Linked DNA regions of Mus musculus: all the other regions are linked to region 1. The links are chromatin contacts, called in public Hi-C and promoter capture Hi-C maps. All regions are on one chromosome and are shown on one strand. Each heading gives the region's core, a stretch centred on a gene start, on an enhancer-like site or on the middle of the called end of the contact. The rest is flanking DNA. Distances are from core to core; before and after follow the strand shown. Region 1 holds the start of Sp4 (trans-acting transcription factor 4). Region 2 holds the start of Zfp386 (zinc finger protein 386 (Kruppel-like)). Region 3 holds the start of Wdr60 (WD repeat domain 60). Region 4 holds the start of Esyt2 (extended synaptotagmin-like protein 2).

Region 1 (2,542 bases), core at 31-2,530:
TGCCAGTAAAGCCAGAGGAGAGGGCTGAGAGTCCTACCCAAAATGGGAGGGGAAAGGAGAGGGAGGGGAAAAAAGTGGGCGGATTTAGTGGAAGACAGCAGTCGGGAGGGGGTTATTTATTTTGAGAGCTCTAAGTATCAGAACACACTCAATAGGCAGCAGAATTAAAAAGGAAATATGAACAAAAGCAGGTGATAGAAGCTATATGAATAAAAAGGCAAGTCCTATTACATAAAGTTTAAATAAAAAGGAATTTTCTGGTAAACTTTCTTAAAGTGTTATTCTTCTAAACTCAAAATGCCCTTGGGAAAATAGACACCTTCTTCTAACAGTCTGAATTCCTGGTGTAATATAAACATCGTTATAGCCTCAACGATGGGAAATCTTCAAGAATTTACGATTTAAGTTCCTCACTCAGAAAGATGCTTTGAATGGATAAACATTTTTATTCTGTTCTTTACTTCTGGGTACTTAAAGAGCATAACTCCCTCTCTTCCCTAAAGCTTTGTGTTGAATTTTCTTTTAACGTTTGCTTTTACCTGGGAGCCTGAGGTTTTGGGTTTTTTATTGTTATTCTCTGGCTCAGAGGTTTTCCCTCCTTCTGTAGCCATCGCCGCTGCCGCCTCCTCCTCCTCCTCCTTCTTCTGATCTGCAACAACCCCCCACCACCACCAACACACACGACAACAGGTTATTAGGATTATTATTATTCGTTCTCCTCCCTTCTTCCCCCTCCCTCCTCTTGAACATTAATCTCCGTAAACCCGCGATCCGTGCACACCGGCAGGGGGTGGGGGAGAAGGAGGGTAGGGAGGAGGGGGCTCTCACGAAACGTGGTTTGAAACCCGACCCATAGGCTCCAGAGCAACACCCAGAAGGAGGTTGTTCTAGCTCAGACATTAAGACAAAACACAGCCCTCCTTCCCTCCCCCTGGTTCCCTCCCGCCCTCTCCTCCTCCCCTTCCAGCATCTCGGCGGCCCCGGGGGAGGGGGAAGCGAGCAGGGTCTGGGGAGGGAGGGACGAAGGGAGGCGGTGAAGGAGACCGAGGGGGGTGGAGAATACGTACCGCTCATCCCGCATTAACAGGACAAACCCTCTCAGAGACACTGGGATAGAGGTGGGTGGGGGTGGGGGCGAGGCGGGAGGAGAGGCCGGTCCCGCCCGCCCGCGGTGGCTCGGAGGAGGCTGTAGCTGGCACAGGCTCTGCCTCTTTTTCCGCGAATGGCCGCCGCTGGGCTGTGGCGTAGCAGCTCCTCTCTCCGCCCGAGCCCGGCTGACTCGCCCTTGATTGACAGCGGCGGCGCGCGGCGAGGGCGGCGGCGCGGGCCGGGGGGCGGAGCCAGGGCGGCGCGAGCGCGGCGACTCCCCACCCCCCTCGGCCTGCCTCCGCCGGCGCCGCCGACTCTCCACCCCTTCCCCCAGCGGATTGGCCGCCGACCTGCCGGGGCCGGGGCGCTGGGGCCGCCCTTTCTCCTCCCCTTTGCCCGGCTGGTGCTCGCTGCTGTTCGGCTTCTGCCTTCCCGGCCCGCGGAGCGTGCCCTCTCGGTGAGCTAGCTGCGGTTTGCTGCCGGCAGGCCCTCCATACAGCCAAACTTGTTGTCTCAGGATATCCCGCCCCCTACTCAGTTCCCGGCGCCCTCCACTCAAAAGCGCGCCGCAGCATCCTGCGAGGGGCCGCGGAAGGAAGACATGGAGCTAGGCTTAAGGGAGAGGAGCGGGGCGAGCGCGGGGAAGCGTGAGCTCCCTGCGATCCCGTGGTCTGAGTGGACTGCCAGCTGCCCCCTCGGCGTGAGCATGGCTTTTCCTAAGGCGCATCCGGACCCGGGCGCCCTTTTTCCCTGGCTCGGCTCTCATTGGATGAGGCCGCTGACGCACAGTGAGTCGTGGGAGGAGGCGGGCGGGCCTCTCCCGCAAAGGCTTTCGGGCCTCGTAGTTTTTGACGGCTATTCCGATTGAGGCACCGCCTTCCTCCCGCCCCCGAACGCGGCCTGGCTGCGGAGCCTAGAGCTGCCCGAGGGGGCGGTGGCAGCAGGGCGTGGCCGGGGCCGAGTGGGAGTTGAACCCCGCGCGGGGGGGAGGGAGAAATGGGTGTTGTTTGCCTGGGCCTATCGGCCGAGTGGGGCTGCCCGAACCGCCTCTGCCACCGCCCCCTCAGCTGAAAGCCGCTCCCCGCGGGGCGAGCTCACACCCGGAGCGCGCGGCGATTGAGCGGACCGAGGTGTTGGGAGGCGGGGTCTGGTGTCCTCGGGGTTTGAATGAAGCTGACTTGGGGTACATCCCCTTCGCCCTGCTTTCTTTGCTCACCTAGCTTGCCGGGGCCTCCGGTCTCAGCGCGAGGCCTGTGTTCCCACCGAGCAGGAGCTTCCATTTTATTTGTCGTATCTCTGGCTGGCTGCTGGTGCAGATTAGTGACTTGTCTTCTAGGGTGGCCACGAGTGCGCCTTAGAGTCTGCGTTCTTGGCGCGCTTCTCGCTCCTAGAGGTCTCACAAGGTTGTCCGGGCAAAGGAAAGCCTGGCTGCATGTGGGTCAGCTCTGGTCAT
Region 2 (2,542 bases), core at 16-2,515, 2.3 Mb before region 1:
CTAGGTCTTCTGCATATCAGTTATTGTTGAGTAGCTTGGTCTCTTGTGGAATTCCTAACAGTGAGAACAGGAGTTGTCACTGATACTGTTGTCTACCTGTGGGACCCTTTCCATCCTACTGGATTGCCTCATACAGCCTTGATGTGAGTGAAGTCTTATTGTAGCTTGTATGCAGTGTTTGGTCCCTGGGAGGTCTGCTCTTCCCTGAGGGGAGGAGGCTAGTTGGATATGGGGGAGAAGGGAAGTTGGGGGGAGGACTACCATGGGGATGTAAAATATATGATAGAAGAATAAAGAATAAACAAAATAAGAACAAATCTTAAAAAAAATTTAAAAGGTCACTGACAAAAGAAAGGAAGGAAGAAAACAAGCAAGCAAGCAGCATCCTACTGCAGTTAATATTTCCATTATAATTACAAGAGAATTTAGGACCAAAGACATCAACCCTTTCTATCTTCTAAACCATCCTTCTAGCCATAGTCCATAATTGGATCATCAATTACTAAATTCTCCACTAATATATTAGCAAGTGTCATTAATCTTGAAGGGCCCTTGATAACTGTCACATTAGAAACTGTATTATATGAAATAAAATCTTTAAGCAAGCATAACACAAGAATTTTTCCCTTTTCTACTAGCATCATATTAGGTACAATCCTGATATCCCAAGCCATTTGTAACATCCGTTTGATGCTTCCTTTTCTAAAAAAATTAGTGCTACCAGGGAAAGAAGGGTCTCCTTTCAAGCTGATTATGAGGGAAGGGTACATCCTCACTGGCCCCTGAACATGTTAATGCCTGTTCAGCACTCGGATATGAAGCGTGCTCTAGCACACACCGCTCTTTAAATTTCTTAAAATGAACACTAGAATAGTTTAAACTGAACCTCTCATTTGTACTGGACACTGCTGACTTGGGAATGCTTCCTATCTCAAAACCCAGGAAGGAGATCCGAGTCCAAACATGGTCTAGGAAATATAAAATTAATTGTCGTTATGTTCCCTGACTTGTGGACCATATGATTACACAAGTACAAGTGATGAGTCGCAAGGCATAACGAAGAAGGAAAAGCCACAGGTCGCCCTGGAAACTAAATCCGTCGAAGCCCGCCTCAAAAACAGGTTCATCCTAGAACTTGCCTTTCGGACCTCATTCGGCCGTGGGTTGGTGCTATCTGATGTCAATCAAGATCAGGAGGGCGGGGCGGGAGTGATGGCAGTCACTTTGCTGGAAAAGTATTGGCTGAGAACCCGCCAATCAAGTTCACAGAGCCTTGACAATATCGCGAGTCCACATCCCGTACGCGACCTTTGTGTTGGAAAATGTGAGCGTGTTTTCCAGCTTTTGGAAGCCCCGGTGGCCCTTACGAAATCACGGGTGCTGGAGATGCAGGAGAGCCATGGAGATGGTGAGCAATGGTCGCGAGGCTGCGCGGAGGGTTGAGTAGGCGGGAGTCTGCGCTCCGAGGGGGCGCCGGGCGGGCCTGGTCGGCTCGGCCTAGGGCGGAGTTGGGCGGCTGCACGGACCTGGCGTCCTCGGGTGCCCCGGAAGGGAGGAGCAGAGCAAACACTGATTTTGCTACCAGGCCTTTGCCTTGCAGCGGCCTCTGTGTCTGCAGCCAGCAGACTGCGGGAGATGGCCTGAAGGAGCATCAGATAATCCAGTCTCCGTGGCGGAGGTTCCTGCGGGACAGCAGCGGGGCTCCCGCTCGCCTCCCAGAGTTTTCCCGTTTCCCCCTTGCGCCTGGTGGATGTACCAGAAATAGGTCAGATCCGAAACTCTTTCCCCACCCTGCAACTCTGTGTGCCATTCCCAATCAATATCAACTGATGGGTTACCGTGATGTATTTCAATCAGATGGCTTTTGACATCGTTTTTCTAAAGATTTAATGAATGGCGCTTTATCGTTGGCTTTCTTTAAGTTTTTGTATCAGTATATATTAATTATACATCCTAATGAGTTTCATTATGGCATTTTCACACATGCATATGTATTTTGAACATATCCTCCATTGTTTCTTTCCTGTCCCTCTCCCACGATAACTCCCTTCTTTCCTAGCTGCTCTAGGATAGACAAAAGTCTATCGTTTGGTAAGCCAAGGAACTTCGTTAGGGTTATTTACCGAGGGATTAATTACAGGAGCCCGGGCATATAATTAGTGGCAACAGGACACTAGAAAATATCTCTCAACCACTTACCAACTGTTCACTGCCCACAAATCCTCAGGGAGGGGTGAGGACAAGGAAGTATTGTTAGGTCCAGTCTTTTGCAGGTCTGCGCATTTAATCACATTTGCTGTCATACATGTGAGATATCCTCAGAATACCATTTTGTAGAAATTTTGCGTCTTTTGCTTCTTAACAGTTCACCCTTTCAACACCCAGGCTGGTTGTTTGTTTAAGTCTTTTGATTTGGTTTTTGTACGCTCCTCCTTTCGCCTTCTAAGCCACAGATACCTTCCCACAATGTTTTTCGGTTGAGTTTTTCCCCTTTCGTGACCCCCACCCTCAGCTTTAGTGATTTCCTGCACTTGGGCCTGGC
Region 3 (2,542 bases), core at 22-2,521, 2.0 Mb before region 1:
ATATCGTAAGTCAAATTGACAGACAAACACACACACAAATATCCCACCCAAACTCTAAAGAATATTCTTTCTTTTCCAAAGCTCATGATCACATATTAGAACACAAGGCAAGCCTCAATACATATAAGAAAACTGAAATAGCACCCTGAATCCTATCTGACCACCATGGAGTAAAGCTGAATATCAACAATACCAAACAAACTCATGGACACTGAACAACTTACTACTGAATGAAAATTGAGTCAAAACAAAAATCACAGAGGAAAATAAACTTTTTAAAACTGAATAAAAATTCAACATAGCCAAACCTACAGGGCACAATGAACACAGTTTGTAAGACGAAAGTTCATAGCACCAAGTGTCTCCACCAAAAAACTAGAGAGGTTTTATATTGGTAATTTCATGATGCACCTGAAAGCCCTAGAAAAACAAGAAGAAATAATAACCCCAAAAGAGTAGATGGCACAAAAAAAAAAAAATCAAACTCAGGACTGAAATCAAAGAAACTGTAACAACACAAACCAGTACGAAGAATCAATGAAACTAAAGAGCTGACTCTTTCAGAAAGATCAACAAAATGGGCAAACTTTTACCCAGTAAACTAAAAGATGGAAAGAGAAGACCTAAATTAATTAAAGCAGACAAGGGTCCTTTATAATAGACGCTAAGGTAATTCATAGGATTTATCATGAGTTGTTAATAGGGCCATAAGGACATACTTTAAAAACCTGTATTGCACCAAACCGGAAAACCTAAGAGATGGATTTTTGATATAAACGACCTACCAAAGTTAAAGTCAACAACCTTCTACCTTAACGAGACTCATGTTTCACCTTGCGGCACTTTTTTTTCAGGAGTCCTGTGCCTTCCTGAAGTTGACACTCAGCCTCGCCTCTGGATGAGTCCAGAAACTCCTCCACAAACCGCACCTGGAGCTAAGAAGTGAGAGGCAACAGCAGAGCTGAGACCTCGACCCAAACTCCGCCTCCAGCTCTCTCCTAAGTGCAGGCCCAGGAGGAACCCGATCTCCATTGCCAAGAAAGAGGGGGGTAATGGGGGCGCGGGCCGGACCAGGCTGGGCCCCGCGGCGCACCGACCTTCCCAGGCTCCATCGCTCCTCGAGGCCGGGACAGCCGCGTGTCCTCGGCCCAGCAGGCGCGGGCCACCGGAGGAAGATAAACCCGCCGTCGCTCAGCTCTACCAGCCAGCCAGGCCTGCTGCGACTTGGGTCCCAGGAGGGCCGGCGTCCCCGCCTCCTAGCAACGGGCCGAAGGCGCTGGCCCAGCATGCCCCGCGGCCGTCCCCAGCACGCGCGCCTGCGCGCCCGTGTTTTCTGCAAACACGCAGGAGCCTTTTCTTATGTCTTGAGTTTCTTTGTCTGATCCTTCTTTGACCCTCACAGTTGACAACGAGAGATGGGAAGGAAACGGTGATTGAGCTTTATACTTGAACAAGGCTTTGCCTCCTCAACTCACACCCTATAGACTGTCTTTTCATGAAAATCATTTGTGGCCAACTGCGGCAGCGCACACCTTTAGTTAATTCTATTACAATGGAGACAAGGCAGAAGGATCTTTGTGAGTTCAAGACTAGGCTGTCTGCCTAGCGATACTTAGGAAGTATCTAGATCGTATGTTAGCATTCTGAGCTTTTTCTGCAGATGAGAAGTTTACTATTCGCACACTTTTCTAAGTTACATATTACTGTAACCCACGTTAGAATTTGACTTTCCACTCACTTAACACCACACAAAGGTCACTAAGCCAAATCCTTGTCATACAAAAGGTACTAACATACATTAAGTCTTTCATCTTTGCTTAAGGTCTATTATCTTTGTTTCTACTAATCCAGTACATTTCTTAGAGGGAAGGTAATCTTGGTGTTGGCTGTGGTTTATTTTGGTCCAGTTCTTACAGAATTTTACTGGTTCTTGCCTATGGCCATTTCTGCCTCATGAGCACTGAGGTTAGAAGCAGGCTGCCCCATCTGACTTTTACGTGGGTGATGGTGATCCAGACCCTGGTCTGCGTGCTTGCATGACAAATGCTTTATCTACGGAGCTATCTCCCCAACCCCAGGAGCTACATTTTCAAAAGTTGAAAAAGGTTAAATTTAATAGTATATTTTACCAGAGACAGGCATAAACTGTTATCACTTTAACGTGCAGTATATATTTGAAGTATTAACGTATTTTTAAAAACTTGTAGTGTCTTCAAAATTCTTTACTTACAGAATATGTCAAGACTAGCCACCTCCCAAGTACCCAAAGCCCACATGTGATTAGAAGCTTCTTTAATGAGCAGAGCACACCTGTAACAAAGGGTCTGGATTTCATGACTGGAGAGATGGCTAGAGATGAAAAGGGAGGTGTGTGCAAATTTGTGAAGGGTATTGAATGTCATGACACAAAACTTCTTAATGTGAAGCTACAAAGCATTCAAATGGGAGACAGGTGCTATAGTTGGATGTTGGGATAGGTTCATGGGGAAAGAATAAAGTCAGGTAATGAAGGGGAAGGATCGAGTAAGGAACACCACTCTCT
Region 4 (2,542 bases), core at 12-2,511, 2.0 Mb before region 1:
GATAACTTGGCTCTGAATCTGCAACATTCCACAATCATAGTCGTGGAATTATCCTCCTGGAAAATTTTCTTAAAAATTATGCCTCTGTGTGTGTGTGTGTGTGTGTGTGTGTGTGTACAGGCGATTGTGAAGACCAGAGGTATTAGATCCCATGGAGCTTTAGATACAGGTGCATGTGAACAGCCAGATGTGGATTTTGGGAATTGACTCAGGAATTGGGTTCTCAGGTGCTGGGCCATCTCTCCAGCTCCTCTTTAGCAAACTTTAAAGCAGATGTCTTTTTTTCTCTTCTCTTCCCTTTCCTTACTTCCCTTTTTTCCTTTTTCTTTTTTGCAAGCTTCACATATGTCCCCTCAGATGTCCCCTAAGAGTTTGGCCTTGACGGGGGTAGGGGGTGGTGGACCCTGGCTGCCTTTTTTTTTTTTTTTTTTTTTTTTAAATCTTCATGACAACTGTGCTTTCCTAAGCTCACTGGGGCCATTTTGTTTGGGAAGTCAGACCTGAAGGAGTACTAGACCCAGAGGCGCCACCACACAGTAAGGCCTCAAGGTAAATTTTACTGCAGCAGGCGCAAAGTTCTCATTCCACAGAGGCAGGCCCAGGAGCCATCCTCTCACCCTAGGAACCTGCAAGTTCAAGTTCTCCGCCAGGGAGCTAGGACAGGCAAGAGGTTGGCTGACGAACGCCGAGCTCTCCGCTAAGCTGGAAAGGACTCAGCCCGCTAGCCTTCCCACTAGTCAGGGCCATTGCTCCCTTCCAACACCCGCGGAAGCCACACCTCCCTCTCCGGCCGTCCCTGCGAGCCAAGTCCGGGTGTGTCCCCCTGGCGCGGCGCCCACCCTCCGAGGGCGCAGACCGAACCGCCCTCACAGGTTAGGGGCGGGGCCTGCCTGGCGTGATGGCTTCGCCTGCAGCCCCTTCTTGGTGTAACGACCGGAGAGTAGCAGCACAGCAACCCCAGCGCAGAGGCGGGTCCGACCGCGCGATGACACCAGGCACAGACCATTCGCCGCCGGGGGATCTTTCCTGAGGGCGCGGACGAGGGAGCGGGATCCGGTTGGCGACTGACACGTCGCCCCGCCCTAGATTCTTTCAGGGTCGGCTGTCTCTGAACAGTGGATCCCAGTGAGGAAGAGTCGGGCGCATGCTGATTGCGTCACCAAACCACGCACTCAGCCCGAGCAAGCCCCTCTCTGGGAGAGGCCTCGGTGGGGGAGGGCCCTGCGCACTGTGATGACGGCAAGTCCCGCCCGTTTGAGGAGTGGAGCGGTGGAGCCCGCGGTCCCCCTCAGTGGGGCGCTGGCGCGCGGGCTAGAGCGACCTGCGGTCCGTGGGAGAGCCGCGCCCGCCTCGGCAGGGAGGAGTGCTCAGCGCGGCTGGAGATGAGTAGCGCGGGGGGCGAGGGGCCGGAGGCCGGTCCTGGCCGGGCTGGGGGCCGCTCCGAGCCCGAGGCCCCGGGCAGCGCTCTGAGTGTGGACTTGCCGGGGCTGCTGGGGCAGCTGGCGCGCAGCTTCGCGCTGCTGCTGCCGGTGTACGCCCTGGGCTACCTGGGGCTGAGCTTCAGTTGGGTGCTGCTGGCGCTCGGGCTGCTCGCCTGGTGCCGCCGGAGCCGCGGCCTCAAGGCCAGCCGCCTGTGCCGCGCGCTGGCGCTGTTGGAGGACGAGGAGCAAGCTGTGCGCCTGGGAGTGCGCGCCTGCGACCTGCCCGCCTGGGTGAGTGTTGCCCCCCCAGACCTGAGCGGAGTCAGGTCCGCACCACCCTTCTCCCCTTCTCAGTGACGGGTGGGGAACTCAAGCCCCAGCCCGAGTGAAGTGTCAGCCACCGCTTGTTCCGAATCTCCGTCCGATCCGGGATCCGCACAACCAGGATCCCGGACCGAGTCAGGTGTGCGACCTTACTGCTGTCTGCCTCTCCTGCTGTAAACTGCTGTCTGCTGTCAGCACTCTGCCCACCTGCTTTCCTCGGGAGTTCTGGCCACTGTGGCCCACCCCGGCTCTGAGCGACGGTCTGCGTCCGAGTCTCACTTGTGTCAGCGCACCGCCTCCCCCACCTAAGTCAGGTGTCCTTATTGCTGTCCCCACCCTCATCCTGGGCGAGGTGTCCTGGTCATTATCTGCTCCGAGAGTGTCCGCTCTCAGTCCTCTTCCTGGCTTTCAGTCCTCCTCGCCCATCGCTAGCAAAGTGCGCAGGTAGTGAATACTTCCTAACTTGGCAGAACTGGTCATTGTTAGTTGCTGGGCCTCTTCCTCCTCTCATGCTGGCAGTGACTACCGCCCAGAAGCACACTTGGTGGGCGATGAGATCTCAGTTGTCCAGAGCGATTCTGTAAACCTTTTGCAAGCATGGCGCTGCAGGCCTGGAACCGTCCAGATTCTCCTTTCTGATTTAAAAAGTAGTGACAGCCAATATGGGGAGAAGTTAATTAAAAAAATCAGGAAGACTCATTCATTTCTTAGTTGTGTCTAACACGATTGAAGTGTTCCTGAAAAGCTTATGTTAGAAGAATTGAAATGTTTGTTTCATTGTTTAAAATACCAGAGGG

Evidence for each region. Promoter capture Hi-C pulls out the DNA fragments that hold promoters and counts their contacts. Hi-C and Micro-C count contacts between places; a contact is called where the count stands out from the background.
Region 2: a contact with region 1 is called in a Hi-C map of uterus. The contact joins the promoter of Zfp386 here to the promoter of Sp4 in region 1. A contact is called at or near these places in 2 of 39 promoter capture datasets (the 3T3-L1 cell line and pre-B cells), 2 of 484 Hi-C or Micro-C datasets (muscle stem cells and uterus), 1 of 115 datasets of contacts at active chromatin or transcription factors (astrocytes) and 1 of 9 other capture datasets (liver).
Region 3: a contact with region 1 is called in a promoter capture Hi-C map of pre-B cells. The contact joins the promoter of Wdr60 here to the promoter of Sp4 in region 1. A contact is called at or near these places in 4 of 39 promoter capture datasets (the C10 cell line, hematopoietic stem and progenitor cells, hippocampal neurons and 1 more) and 1 of 9 other capture datasets (adipose tissue).
Region 4: a contact with region 1 is called in a promoter capture Hi-C map of pre-B cells, with 3 times the contacts expected there. The contact joins the promoter of Esyt2 here to the promoter of Sp4 in region 1. A contact is called at or near these places in 4 of 39 promoter capture datasets (the C10 cell line, hematopoietic stem and progenitor cells, hippocampal neurons and 1 more), 5 of 484 Hi-C or Micro-C datasets (cerebellum, embryonic stem cells and uterus) and 2 of 9 other capture datasets (adipose tissue and liver).

The regions. Positions count from the first base shown.
Region 1 is chr12:118,300,160-118,302,701 of GRCm38.p6, forward strand. Sp4 (trans-acting transcription factor 4) reads right to left here and starts at 1,281. Exons shown (of 6, transcript NM_009239.4): 1 at 1,068-1,281; 2 at 540-649; 3 at 1-33. The coding sequence starts at 1,074.
Region 2 is chr12:116,046,459-116,049,000 of GRCm38.p6, forward strand. It overlaps Zfp386 (zinc finger protein 386 (Kruppel-like)), which reads left to right and starts at 1,266. Exons shown (of 3, transcript NM_019565.4): 1 at 1,266-1,408. The coding sequence starts at 1,400.
Region 3 is chr12:116,261,754-116,264,295 of GRCm38.p6, forward strand. Wdr60 (WD repeat domain 60) reads right to left here and starts at 1,272. Exons shown (of 22, transcript NM_146039.3): 1 at 1,098-1,272. The coding sequence starts at 1,112.
Region 4 is chr12:116,279,961-116,282,502 of GRCm38.p6, forward strand. Esyt2 (extended synaptotagmin-like protein 2) reads left to right here and starts at 1,262. Exons shown (of 22, transcript NM_028731.5): 1 at 1,262-1,712. The coding sequence starts at 1,383.